2 separate regions of the Mus musculus genome follow, and region 2 is linked to region 1. The links are chromatin contacts, called in public Hi-C maps. All regions are on one chromosome and are shown on one strand. The core of a region is the stretch at or near the end of the contact, and the rest is flanking DNA. Distances in the headings are between cores, read along the strand shown. Region 1 holds the start of Ccdc107 (coiled-coil domain containing 107). Region 2 overlaps Clta (clathrin, light polypeptide (Lca)).

Region 1 (2,700 bases), core at 47-2,546:
GGGTCTCACTATGTAGACCAGGCCTTGAACTCATAGAGATCTGTCTGCTTTTGTCTCCCCACTGCTGGGATTAAAGGAGTGTGGTGCCACATCTGGCAGCTCTGTGAATCTTATGTGCTTGCTACTACATAATCCCAGCATTTGAGAAATGGAAGCAGGAGGGTTAGGAGTTCTAGGCCAGCTCCAGCTACATGAGAATGAAGCCAGCCCAGGTTACATGAGACCCAGAAGGACCTAGTTGTATATTTGCCTTTTGAGTCGCTGTGAACATTCATTCATTAATTTCATTCACTTCCTCAAGTTCCCCTAGCAACAAGTGACTAGGCTCGGACAGTAAAATGGAAAAAAACAAAAAAGCAAAACCCACAGTCTTGCTCTCTTTGGACTAGCAGTCTAAAAAAAGAATTACAGCTATTAAAGAATAAATTAGGAATTCAGATTTGTCTCCGTTTTCTTTCTTCTTTTCTTAGGAAAGGGTGACCTTGATTTCCTAATTAGTACATTCACATCTGGCTCTGAAGGTTGTATAGAAATAAAAGTGGCCGGGCGTGGTGGCGCACGCCTTTAATCCCAGCACTCGGGAGGCAGAGGCAGGAGGATTTCTGAGTTCGAGGCCAGCCTGGTCTACAAAGTGAGTGCCAGGACAGCCAGGGCTACACAGAGAAACCCTGTCAAAAAACCAAAATACAAACAAACAAAAATAAATAAATAAAAGTGTAGCCGCGCTGAGAATGAGCCCCGTGTGGTTGGTGCGAGCCAGGTCGCACTGCCTGCGTCACTATGTGAGCTGACGGATGACGCCCCGCTGCACGCCGCTCAGCTCGCCCCGGAGGGGTCGCTTCTTGGCGGGCTAACAGTGACTTGCGGGGGAAGTCTACGCGCGTGTGCACGCGGCACTCTCTGCCCGTGGTCCGGGGACTTTCCCCTAGGCGAAAGGATAAGGAACATGTCCCTCGTATGTAGCCTAGGAAACAGGCCTTCAGAGCGAGCTGCCTTAGCTTCTAGGCGCGACTAATTTATGACTCTACAACAGGCTTAATTTTTTGGTTATGGTGAGAAAATTGGTCTCTCTAGGTAGAAAAACAATGAGCCATTGTTTTAGGCATGATACTTTATCCTGAAAGATTCTGGAGACATAATTGTTTAAGAAAGCTATAAATAGATAGGTCATTAATTAATGTAGGAACGCTAGGTGGGCGTGGTTTATGCAAATATTGCTTAAACCCATCCTGAGATGGGCGTGGCCGCCTTAAGGGACTCAGCCCCCCCGATGTAGGCGTGGTCTCCTGCGCGTGCGCACTACGGCCGGAGGCCCAGCGCTGGAACGCGGGGTACCCGGCGTGCGATTCTGGTGGGCCAGGCATGGAGGGCGCTGGCCCCGTGTTGAGTATTCTGGGGCTGCTGCTTGTGTCTGCGCCTTTTGGAGTCCTTGGGGAGCGCCCCAGCGCCGATCTGGGGGCACACCCAGGTACCTGCGAGAGCTGCTGGAGGGAGGCTGGGACTGCCTAGTAGAAACTGACCGATGGCTTTAATCCACAGAACGGGGCTCCCAGGTCAGTCCGGGAACCACCGAACCTCGGCGGCAGCCGCCACCCAAGGATCAGCGCGAGCGAGCCCGGGCCGGATCGCTGTCTTTGGGCGCTCTGTACACCGCGGCCGTCGTGGCTTTTGTGCTGTTCAAGTGTTTGCAGGTGCGGTATGGCGGTGGGTTGTGGGAGCCCTGGGCCTTAATCTCCTGGGGCCGCTACAGTACCAAGAACAACCGCTTCCCGGCTACCTGTAAAATGAAGGCTCGTTCCTTGGTTTTTCCACATTATTGGGGCATTCGAGGATCCAGAGAGATAATGGATGTAGGGGGCTGAGAAATTGTAGAAACCGTTACTTTTACTCCTCTCTCCAGTGACGATCGATTTTCAATCTGGAGCTCATCCACTTAGTGTCTGATGTAAGTGGGGTTTTAACCCAACTAGTGTCAGTATGCAAAAAAAGAAGTTGCTGCTGAGGCTCCAACCTTGGCCCAAGGAGTTAATCGCGGCAGCAACAGAGTGTCTAGTGGACCAGACACCAAGCCGTTTCGTGCTCTCCTTAGGAAGGAAACCCTGAAATGTGAACTGACTGTACATTCTGATTACTTTGAAACTGTTGACATGGAAAGTGGAACCTACCACCCAGTGCTTTATCTTCAACTCTGGTCAATTACTTGCACAGGGGAATAGAGGCTGAACTAATTAGTAACATAAAACTAGATGAGATTAAAGAGCCAGGCAGACTTGACAGGCTAGGATGAAGATTGGAGTTTAAAGATAGATTAATAAATTCTACCCAGGCGTAGTGTTAGACGCCTTTAATCCCAGCATTCAGGGGAGACAGAGGCAGGAACAGCTCTTGTGAGTTCGAGACCAGTATTTCTGTCTTATGCATGGAGAAGAATACATAAGCAGTTGAGAAGAGGAGCGGGACCCGTGGAAGAGAGGTAGGCATGGCGGCTGACAGTTTCACGGTGTTATGATAACCCACTTTCCAATTAAAGGTTCTGAAGGAGGCTTGTGCTTTATCTACCTATCAGAGCACTGGGAGAATTGTATCCTAAAAATAAACCATAGGGCACTGCCTTTTAGAGCAAAGAGCACTATATAGACTTTTTGTTGTTGGGTTTTTTGTTTTGTTTTGTTTTAGATTTTTAATCTGTAATGGGATAAT
Region 2 (2,700 bases), core at 188-2,687, 530 kb after region 1:
TATCGTTTCCAAATCATAACAGGGAGCCTGGACTTCTTTTCTTAGCCTAATTGTTCCTATAAGGTAAGGGGTCTTTTTGCATTAAAAAAAATATTTATTTTTACTTTATGTGCATTGGTGGTTTTGACTGCATGTATGTCTGTGTGAGGGTGTCAGATCCCCTGGGACAGGAGTTACAGACAGTTGTGAGCTGCCATGTGGGTATTGGGAATTGAACCCAGGTCCTCTGGAAGAGCAGCCAGAGCTCCTAGCTGCTGAGCCATCTCTCCAGCTCCCTTTTGCATTTTTATGAGTAAAGGTATTGAGGATTATAAGTGGATTGTTTGAAGCACACAGCTAAGAAGTGGTAAAAACAAATGTGAGTTTGTCTGCTGTGCTTCGGGATCCACATCCATCCCACCAGCCACACTGCTTCCTAAGTGCGTCTGTGTGCATGGCCATCTCGCCGGGCAGGCCAGGCCCTGCCTTGGCATCAGCTTCTGGTAGAATTGTATACCTTAATGTCACCTATTCCTTCAAGATGAGGGAAGCCTGCTGTGACAGTGTGAGGAGGTGACCAATAGCATCTCTTTGTAGCCCTGCCTGTCCTGGGGCTCGCTGTGTAGACGGGGTTGGGCTGCTGAGTGCCGAGAGTAAAGGCGTACGCTACAATGCCAGCTCTTAATGGCTTTCATTTAGTTAAGAGTGTGCCTCTCTATGTGTGGGCTTCATTTATTTTTAGATTTGTTTATTATATTTTGTGTGCCTTAGTGTTTTGTTTACATACACACACCAGTGGTGCCTGGTGCCTTCAGAGGCCAGAAGAGGGTTTGGGATGCCTTGGAACCAAGATAGATGGTTGAGAGCCACCGTGTGGGTGCTAAGAACCTAACCTGGATGCTCTGTAAGAGCAACAAATGCTCCTAACTGCTGGGGCCTCTCCATCACCCCTGTGTGGTTTATAGAGAGATGTGCACATACTCCTTCTGATTGGCCGGTCAGCTCTATCATACGGGCGACTCCTAGAAGTGGCGAAGTCTTCATGTACTTATGCCAGTATTCTCCCAGACTCTACCTAATGAAACATGGCTCCCTAGGTTTCAGATGGGGTAACTGACTCCTAGAAGTAGGGAGAGACCTTGTCCAAATAGCCTAACCAGTCAGTGCCAGACCTTTTATCCCTAGTTTCAAAGCTTTCAAAACAGAGTGACCCTGAATAGCAGTAACTAAATGGCTTTTCCTAGGTAGAGATACTTGGTATCTATGCCTCTGGCCAGTTTGTTTGTGATAATACACAGTATCGTAGCCCTGACCATATGTGGGTATTCAAGTCCTTGTAACTGATTCAGAAACTCAGTTTTAAACTTTACTTATGTTTAGTAAGCTTACACTCCAGTGGCCATGTGTGGCTGGAAGCTCCTGTGTTGGAGAGCGTTGTTAAGGGACTTGCAAACAGGATGACAGGGCTTAGCAGCTGTGGTTGTTTGCTTGCTCGTTGTCTGTCTTTAGTGACGGCTTGGAGGCAGAGTTTGTCTCACAGGAAGTACATTTTGGTGGTAGGAAATGTCTTCTTTCTTTTTTCTAACCACCAAGTTTGGGTTTTGAGCAACTCTTTGAAGAATTTTCTTAGCTGGGGCTCCTTCATCCAGCTCCACCACAGAGTCTCATAGTGTAGCCCTATTTGGCCTGAGATTTGTTGTGCATACCAAACTGGCTTTAAACTTAGGAGCTTCCTGGGCACGGGGATTACAGGTGCGCATCCCCAGTCCCAACTCAAGATGGCCACTTCAGGGAAAGTCGAACATTTGGTCTTGTATTGCAGTCAATGTTTGTTGGCAGGGGGTTTCTGTGGTTTCACCCTTTTTTTCTGTAAGAACTGAGAAAGCACGGTGTTGAAGCGGAGCCGGTGGCCGTGGTCTCAAATGGCTCCTATAAGGAGTGGTGAGGCTGGCTGGGGAGGAAGGTTCCCGTCAGCGTGCCTCGCTCTCAGGAGGCTCCTTCCTTCCCGCGCCAGCTCGTGCTGTTAGAGCTGTGTCCCATCAGGCTGAACAGTAAGGACTCTCAGTTACTTGTGCTAGCACACAGTGAATCTGTAAGCCAGCAGACAGACAGGCAGCCTGGGTTTTATACTGCACACACTGTTACTTACAGATGACTGCCCATCTTACTTCAGTTAGACTGATCCTAACATTTAATGAAAAATACGTACGCTGGCTATGGTGATACCCCCTCTAATCCTAGTAATTGAGAAACATACAAGTTTGAGGCCAGTTTGAGCTATACAGCAAATCCATTTTGGGCCATGCAATGAAACTTGAGAAAAGAAAGACTTTTTAAAAAAACAAAAACAAAAAAAACCACGGTCTCTCTATTGTGTATCTCTTGTTTCTCTGGCTGTCCTGGAACTTGATACTTAGATCAGACTGCCTCAAATTTACAGAGAACCATCTGCCTCTGCCTACTAGTACTGGGACTAAAGGTGTGTGCTGTCATGCCTAGCCCTAACAAAAAATAACTTTAATGATTGTTAGAATGCATAGAATATAGTCCAATCAAAAGGCAATTAAAGTTTTAAACATTTCAAGGTTCCACTGTGGAACCCAGGATTGGGCTTGGGTCATGAGGCTTGCATGGCAAGTGCTTCTACCCCAGGGCCATCTTGCCAGCCACAGAAGGGCAGTAATTGGGGGGTAGTCCACTTGGATTTGGGTTTGGTGGTAG

The links. A called contact is a pair of places that touch in the nucleus more often than the background predicts.
Region 2: a Hi-C map of CD4 T cells shows a contact between it and region 1, with 3 times the contacts expected there. The contact joins the enhancer-like site here to the promoter of Ccdc107 in region 1. A contact is called at or near these places in 1 of 39 promoter capture datasets (pre-B cells), 1 of 484 Hi-C or Micro-C datasets (CD4 T cells), 1 of 115 datasets of contacts at active chromatin or transcription factors (microglia) and 2 of 9 other capture datasets (adipose tissue and liver).

The regions. Positions count from the first base shown.
Region 1 is chr4:43,492,069-43,494,768 of GRCm38.p6, forward strand. It overlaps Ccdc107 (coiled-coil domain containing 107), which reads left to right and starts at 1,297. Exons shown (of 6, transcript NM_001037913.2): 1 at 1,297-1,468; 2 at 1,540-1,691. The coding sequence starts at 1,363. It also overlaps Rmrp.
Region 2 is chr4:44,020,989-44,023,688 of GRCm38.p6, forward strand. The region is part of intron 4 of Clta (clathrin, light polypeptide (Lca)); the gene reads left to right. Among named protein-coding and RNA genes, the nearest start is that of Clta, 18 kb to the left of the region's middle. Within about 2 kb of position 1,438, at least 54 of the 459 cell types and tissues checked have an H3K27ac peak or open chromatin away from gene starts, as enhancers often do.